2 separate regions of the Hordeum vulgare genome follow, and region 1 is linked to region 2. A link is a contact called in public Hi-C data. All regions are on one chromosome and are shown on one strand. Each heading gives the region's core, a stretch centred on a gene start, on an enhancer-like site or on the middle of the called end of the contact. The rest is flanking DNA. Distances are from core to core; before and after follow the strand shown. Region 1 holds the start of LOC123403505 (probable RNA-binding protein EIF1AD). Region 2 holds the start of LOC123404307 (phospholipase A1-Ibeta2, chloroplastic-like).

Region 1 (3,699 bases), core at 1,000-3,499, 190 kb before region 2:
CTTCCCAGAACTCCCTCTTGATGTTCTTATTGTGGCCTACTTACGGGGCACACACACTGATAATGTTGAAAACTAAGTCCCCAACTACTAGTTTGACCAGGATAATCCGGTCCTCACGTCTCTTGACATCTACCACTCCATACTTGAGGCTCTTGTTGATCAAAATGCCTACTCTATTTTTGTTTGTTGCCGTTCCCGTGTACCACAACTTAAAGTCGGGACCCTTCACCTTCTTCATCTTCTGACCTCTCCATTTGGTCTCTTGGACGCAAAAGATATCAACACCTCTCCTCACTGTTATATCAACTACCTCTCGGAGCTTACCTGACACAGACTCTATGTTCTAGCTACCTAAACAGACACTTTAAGGCTCGGTTAGCTTCTTTACCCTTCGCACTCGTCGAGTAAAATAAACAAAAGAAAAATGAAAAAAGGACCAGAACCTTTTAGATGGTCCTCAAACGGAAAAAAATTAGCTAAGAACTTTTCAAAACCGAAAAATTAAAATGACAACAACAAATGAGACTCTTAGTTGCTCGCTCTCGTCGCTCGATTTGTGCAAATTGGCGATGGGTGTTTGCTAATTCACAAAGCTATCGGCACTAGCCTCATCGCCTCCGCTCATTCTACGCCTAGGGGCGGGCATGAAAACGATCATGAAATAAATCAAATTCTTTGTTAATTAATAGAAGGGGCTGACTAGGCAGCGACGCCGCACCATGGTGTTCCGATGCAGCGGCTGTTATAGGCCTGCACATGCATGGTAAAAAAATACAGACTGCATGTATGTACGTGCTTTGAGTAATATTTTCCACTAGTACTAGCTAAGTACTGATATGCTGCCACAGATTCTTTCTCTCATCACCATGCATGCTTGGAATGACATCATCAAGTTTTTTTTAATGTTTGAAATTCAAAAAGTTTTATCTTCAAAACCGTTACTTCGATTGATGATCTGTTTTCATCATTGACTTTGTCGTAGCGAGATCTTCGAAACTAGATCCCATGTTGATATGTTTCGACATTTTTTTTCGGTTCGTACTTGCCATATTTTTTCAATTCACTTGCCATATTATCAACCACGTACTTGTCTGACAAAAAAAGCTTAATTGCCACTTTATTTTATGTTGTTCCTGTACTAAGTTTGTTGGTGCTTATAATTCTAGTTGCCATAATGTTTTGATGTGCTTGTCATTTTTAATTCTGCCTAGTTGTCATGTTGTCTCATAAAACTTGTGAGTGGTTATATAATCTAGTTGCCCCAAATATTTTGTCGTGCTTGTCATTTTTATTCTACCTAGTTGTCATGTTGTCTCATAAAACTTGTCAGTGGTTATATAATCCAGTTGCCCCAAATTTTTTGTCGTGCTTGTCATTTTTATTCTACCTGGTTGTCATATTGTCTCACAATGCTTGTCAGTTATTATAAAAATTAATTGTCGTGGTGTTTTGTTGTACATACGAGTCTTAATTCTACCTAGTTATCATGTTGTCTCATGAAAAGCTTGCCGATTGTTCTAAAACGTAGTTGTTATGGTGTTTTGTTGTATTTGTCAATTTAATTCTACTAAGTTGTTTCATATAAGCTTGTCACTTGTTGTAAAATTTAATTGTCACATTATTTTATAGCCCTTGCCATTTAAATTCTACTCAGCAACCGGTTATTTTGTGTACTGTAGGAGATTGAAAATAAAAAAATATATTTTAAAACAAATGAGTACTACTAGTAGAGTAGCACGGCAACAGCTGCCTCTCTACGTCACTGCTCCCTCCTGACACCACCAATTCTATCCAGCAGTTTTGGTTTTAAAGATACATAGTACTACAACACTTTGTATAGCAAATGCTAGATGAAAAAAAAGCATTGTATCAGACTGCCAGCTACAGTCCCTATGTGAGAAAAGCACCTCACTGCATACCGTAGAAAAATGCAACAACAACTTACGTTCACGCATGCGCGCATTGTCTATGAAAGGAATCTCGTCCGAGCCGCCGCACGGGAGGGCGGCTGTGCATCCTACGCTACTTAGATTTTTCCTTAATAGAATTAGCATTTTGTTAATTCGGTTTGAAAGCCCGGTGAACCGAAAAACCGAAGTAGTCTTTTTTTAGAAGAAAAAACCGAAGTAGTCGTGTCATAAATAATGTTTAGGCCATTGATTTGCTAAAGGCCCATGATTCGATGGCCCACATGCTGGGCTGGGCTGGGCGTGTTATGTGCTGACGTGCTGCAGTCCTACCCTAGTTCCCGAGCACACCCGAGCGGACCAGAACCGCCGCCGCCGCCGTCACCACAAGAGAGACCGTCACCGGCACGCGCCCTTGCTCGCCGTTCCTAGCTGCCACCGCACGACCTTGCTCGCCGTCGCCGCCACCCGCCCTGGTCGGCAGCGCCGCCGCTACACCTCCTTCCCTCCGGGCTCCTGCCCGCAGCCAGCACCGCTGTGTTGAGTCCAGCACCTTGAAGAATTTCTACCGTCCGTTCAGGATCGCCCGTCTGCTGCGGAGCGGGCATGAAGGCCGGGAGGAAGAACCTGCGTCGCGCGTGCCAGGAGGGCACCGCCGTCACGCTCGCCGAGGGCGAGAGCATCATGCAGGTCGTCACGCTGCGCGGCTCCAACCTCATCGAGGTACGCGCTAGCTTCTCCCACCTCTCTTAAAATTGTTCCGTGCCGCCGCCGATTCCTCATTCCTGCTGCCGCCGTGCTGGTGCTGGTGCTAGGTCACGGACGGCGAGGGCGTCAAGTCTCTAGCCCTCTTCCCCGCCAAGTTCCAGAAGAGCTTCTGGATCAAGAACGGTGAGTAATTTAGTGATGGCATGGCTTCGGATGTCGTTGGTTAGTTTATAAAGCTCAACCAGCTTTTGGCACTAACACCTGATGATGGTCTACTCTGAATGTGCAGGGAATTTCGTGGTTGTGGATGCTAGTGGGAGGGATGAGGCTCTCGAATCTGGAAGCAAGATAGCCTGTGTCGTGTCGCGAGTCCTCTTTCACGACCAGGTTCGCGCTCTTGAGAAATCTGGCGAATGGTGAGTTGCTGAATTCTCTGCTGCTCCCTGATTATTTATTGCCAACTACTTGACAAAGTAAACATTACTCCTTGGAGATGTATGCCAATGCAAGTATGCAAATTGTAGGATAAGTTTGTACTGGAGACCAATGATCACTTGACCAGTAGGCCCAGGCCCTGCAGCTGCTTCCTTTTCACACGTTACAGCTACTGCCCCTTTCTGATTTGCTACATGCAGTCTCTATGTTCGTTGCTTTCATTCATCTGCTTTTCTAGTATAGTATGCAAGATTGCCAGTTCGCCACAAGTCATATGTATGTCTGTTTGACATAATTGCTCTGCAACTTTGGGCTAAAATTAACTTGCCTTGAGTCATGACATCAGCCACCACTGCAGTTGTTTGTGTGAAACAGACCGAATGATTTGCTTGATCTAGTAAAATTTAGCAGCAGTACTTCATACAAATACTATATTGAATAATTAGCACTTGTTTCTCCCTAAAAATAATAATTAGCACTGGCTGCGATGGTTTTGTGTTTCACATCCATTCTGACGAGTGACGAGTGTCCCAATATGTACAATAGTCTTGAGTATTGCACCACTTCTAAGCAACTGAAGACTTCCTTTTGTTGCAACAGAAGGTGTAACAATACACCCTCCTAGCAATATATCTTAATTTCTTGTGTT
Region 2 (3,867 bases), core at 184-2,683:
CTGCTTCAGCTTTTCCACGAACGCGGCGTTGCCCACCTTGGGGCCGCCGAAGGAGACCACGGCGACCGGCGGGGCGTCGGGTACGGTGGTGGCGATCTCGTCGGCCACCAGGAGCGCCAGCGCGCCGCCGAGGCTGTGCCCGACGATCGTGATGCTCAGCTCCTCGCCCTTGTACTTCTCCATGAGGCGTCTCACCTCGTCCATGACGTCCTGCGAGAGGCTATTCACCTTTTCCCCGGCCGTCTTGTAGAGGCTCCGGAATCCGCGCGCCACCTTGGGGTCCTCCGGTCCGGCCTGCTTGCCCTCGCCGGTCTCGCCGTCGAGGGGCACGAGCGAGGCGCGCAGGTTCTCGGCCCACTCGAGGCAGGTGGCCGTCCCGCGCAGCACGATGGCGATGTCCCGGCGGCCCATGCGGGCGACCTCCCGCTCGGACTCGCACACGGCGACGTAGCCGATCCAGTTGGACTGCTGCGTGAGCCACTCGGGGGTGTTGGGGCGCTTGGCCCACGGCGGCATGGAGAGCGCGGAGGTGGCGAAGAGGCTGCGCGTGGGGCGGTAGGAGCGGTCCGGGAGCATGAGGCCACGGTGCCTCGCCGCGGCGGTGGGCAGCGAGTGGAAGGCCTGGTACGCCGCCTGCACGAAGTCGCCGTAGCGGAGGAGCTCGCGGCGGAGGTCGGAGTCGAGCGGGTCGAGGAGTCCGGCCCAGCCGCCCTCCCCGTGGAGGCTGCGCCACCGGGGGCCGATGGTGCTCCTCGGGGAGGCGCGCGGGGAGTCGGCCGAGAGGAGCTGCTGCATGTGCATGAGGCTGCGCGGCGACATGTGCTCGTCCGCGGCCATGCGCGCCCGCATCCCGGGCATGGGCACGAAGAAGGATAGGTTGAGCGCGTTGAGCAGGCCGTGCCTGATGTTGAGCGGTTCCTGCTCGCTCTCCTGCTCCTGCTTGCTGCTGGGCGGCCCCGCCTGGCTCGGCGTCCTCGGCGGCTTCCCGAGCACGCGGTCAAGGTTGGCGATGTGGGTCCTCACGCCTCCGTCCGCGGCGGGCGAGGCCCCGGACCCGGCGGCGCGCAGCGCCTGCGAGCCCGGGTTGAGCGGCGACTGCTCGCGCCGCCCCGCCGCGCGCTGCGTGGAGGCGTGGTGTGGCGGGTGGTGCACGGGCGCATGCACCGCCGCGGTGGCGGTTCCGGTGACGGCCGCGGCAATTGACATCGGCTGCTCCGTAAACAGCAGGTTAGGTTATGTATGATGTAGCAGGATCAACTACCCCTACTACTCCCGATCGCAAGCCTCCGATTCCGAGCTACGACTAGTAGTAAATAAGCGAGATGAGAGACACACCATGTCTGGCTCGAGCTATATAGCGGGGAGGGGGAAGGGTCCAGACTCAAGAGCCCCGCAGGTCAATTATTAATTGTTGAGCGGGGAGCGCAGCAAAGTGGTTGGTCACAAGTTGCCATGCGCTTTGACGTCGCGATACCATGGCCACCCCAGCGTGCGACAAGGTCGCCGGTGCGGGTGCGGTGCGCTGGCCCGCGCACAGAGACTCGGCTAGAGCCCACCGCGTGCCGAGCCGAGTGCCGGCGTGTGCGTGGGGAATAGTCTATCTAATTCTACTCCGTAGTACGCCTCTCTGCATCTGCATGCGTGGCCAGCTTGCCAGCCTCCCCGAGATGCGGTGTCGATTGTACGTGTACGGAAGAGTAGTCTAATGGCGGTTAAGCGTGCGTAGTTAACCACGCGGTGCCCGGGGTTGGATTTTCGTGGATTGACCAAGACGAAGGAAGCACACCATGTCGACGTCCTCCCCAGTTGCCCGGTTCTTTTAGTATTTGTCGAGCCCTTCCCTTCCCTTCCCTCGCATGTGGTTTCCGGTCTTGGTCCAGCGGCTTCGGCTTCACACTGACACCGGTCGTCATGACCTCCTCCTCCCGGTTTGGATGCGTGCACTGTTGACCGCGGGTGCTATTAACTAGTCCGCAACAAAGCTCTGGTACGGGATTATAATGGTTTTGTTAATGAGTTAGTCAAACCTACCGTGTATATCGCTATTGTTTTCTCCGTATGGTGATCCGATCTCCTCTCTACTCCGGCGAGTGTTGATGGCGGGAGTCTTTCATGAGAAACGAGCAGGGTTCCACACCATAGCACGAGAGGCTTCGTTGACAGTCCATTTTTTTCTTGAGTAAGGACATTAACGAGTCCGCAACAACGCTCTAGTACGGGATTAGGGCATCTTCAATCAATGGCTGTAAAATAGTTGTTGGTAAACTTTGACACCTAGAATATACGATGATGTGATAATACATAAATAAAAAAAAGAAGTAAATTGTATGTAGATTAACCAACAGCTCTTGCACAAGTTACATGGTTACATAAAGAGCAATTGCATTTATTCCCTCTTCTCTTATTGGATAATTTAGATGAAACCATTGACGTAGTTGTATGATCCCTTGTTGGTTGATGACATGAACAATTTTACCAACAAGATTACATACAAACTATTGGAGATGCCCTTATAATGGTTTTGCTAATTTCTTAGTCAAACCTACCGTGTATGTTAGGAGCCCCTCCTACATGGGCCACACATGGGTCTTGTTCGTCCAGCAACCAACACGACTACAAGTAATTAAAGGAAGACGACGAGGATGGATTACTCAAGAAAAAAAAGACGACGAAGAGGGTATCCAATGGATCAACGAACCGACGACGGTGGCTATCTTCTTCCCCTTCATTTTCTCTTCTCTTATCTCTCCTCTTCTCTGTAATATCTTCAATTCATTTGTAACTCGGTTCCTATATCAGATTGTGAGTGTGTCAGAACTATAAAAGAGAGAAGATATATCTAGCACCTTACGTCTCGTATTGTTGACACACGAACATATCACGTGTACCCTCGACATTGCGGCTGATGCACCGTAACTCACGTCGAAGAAGACCCGACCGACACCGCGATAGGCAAGACAGTCGACGGATGCTTTTGAAAACCCGAAGCCCCACACGCCCGGGAGAGACCCTGTCAACGAGTGCGGCGGATATGGGCTGTCCTTGGTCGATTCACTCGCCCCTAGCCTTGGGATTCGCAGATCTCAAACTCGAGGAACAACGAAGAACGAGAGATCAAAACGATGGAGAGATAAACGTAGATGAAAATGTAGTATATTGATGTTTCGATTGTGTGTTGTTTCAATCAGCGATCACCTTCAATATATATACGAGGAAGTTGGACTTCCTGTACAAGCAAAGGATCCATCTAGGCTTTTCATAGAAGAAAATTACATCAAATCACGTACTAGACTCCTAGTTCTAGTCTAACTCGGTTTCAACCCCAAATTTGGCCCAAATTCTTGTCTTGGTCCTTGCGCGGCCCATAGAATCTTTTACACCCTCCGATTGAGACGATTTATATATCAAAATTTACCAGATCGACGATTCAAACAATTATTTTGTTGATCACTTTTTCAAATAAGGCCATCTTCAATACTCTGCGAGGTCATATTCAACTCCCAGTCGGATTCGGCCACACGACTGACTGTACTGCCTGAAATTTATATCGTTTCTGCAGGCTGCATACCATCTCCGATGACGATGACTCCAAAAGATAAGTTAACCGCCTTGATGATACGCACAACTCTCTTCTTGAACCCTTTTCCATATCAAGATATCTAGACAACATTTTGGACCTATCTTTCAGCTTCCAATTGGATATTGGCCAATGTCACTCGGATTCAAACCTTTTCAATCGGATATTAGGATCCTTCACTCGGATCGTACGATCATATTTCTTCATCCTAATAATATGATTTCACCTGGACAACAAGCTTTTCATCCGCCCTACATCTTCTCACTTGGCCGGCAATCTTCACTCGACCG

What was found. A called contact is a pair of places that touch in the nucleus more often than the background predicts.
Region 1: a contact with region 2 is called in a Hi-C map of seedling, with 2.6 times the contacts expected there. The contact joins the promoter of LOC123403505 here to the promoter of LOC123404307 in region 2. A contact is called at or near these places in 1 of 6 Hi-C or Micro-C datasets (seedling) and 1 of 1 datasets of contacts at active chromatin or transcription factors (embryo).

What each region holds. Positions count from the first base shown.
Region 1 is chr6H:407,161,584-407,165,282 of MorexV3_pseudomolecules_assembly, reverse strand. It overlaps LOC123403505 (probable RNA-binding protein EIF1AD), which reads left to right and starts at 2,249. Exons shown (of 4, transcript XM_045097436.1): 1 at 2,249-2,630; 2 at 2,723-2,798; 3 at 2,905-3,031. The coding sequence starts at 2,514.
Region 2 is chr6H:406,972,436-406,976,302 of MorexV3_pseudomolecules_assembly, reverse strand. It overlaps LOC123404307 (phospholipase A1-Ibeta2, chloroplastic-like), which reads right to left and starts at 1,433. Exons shown (of 1, transcript XM_045098234.1): 1 at 1-1,433. The coding sequence starts at 1,206.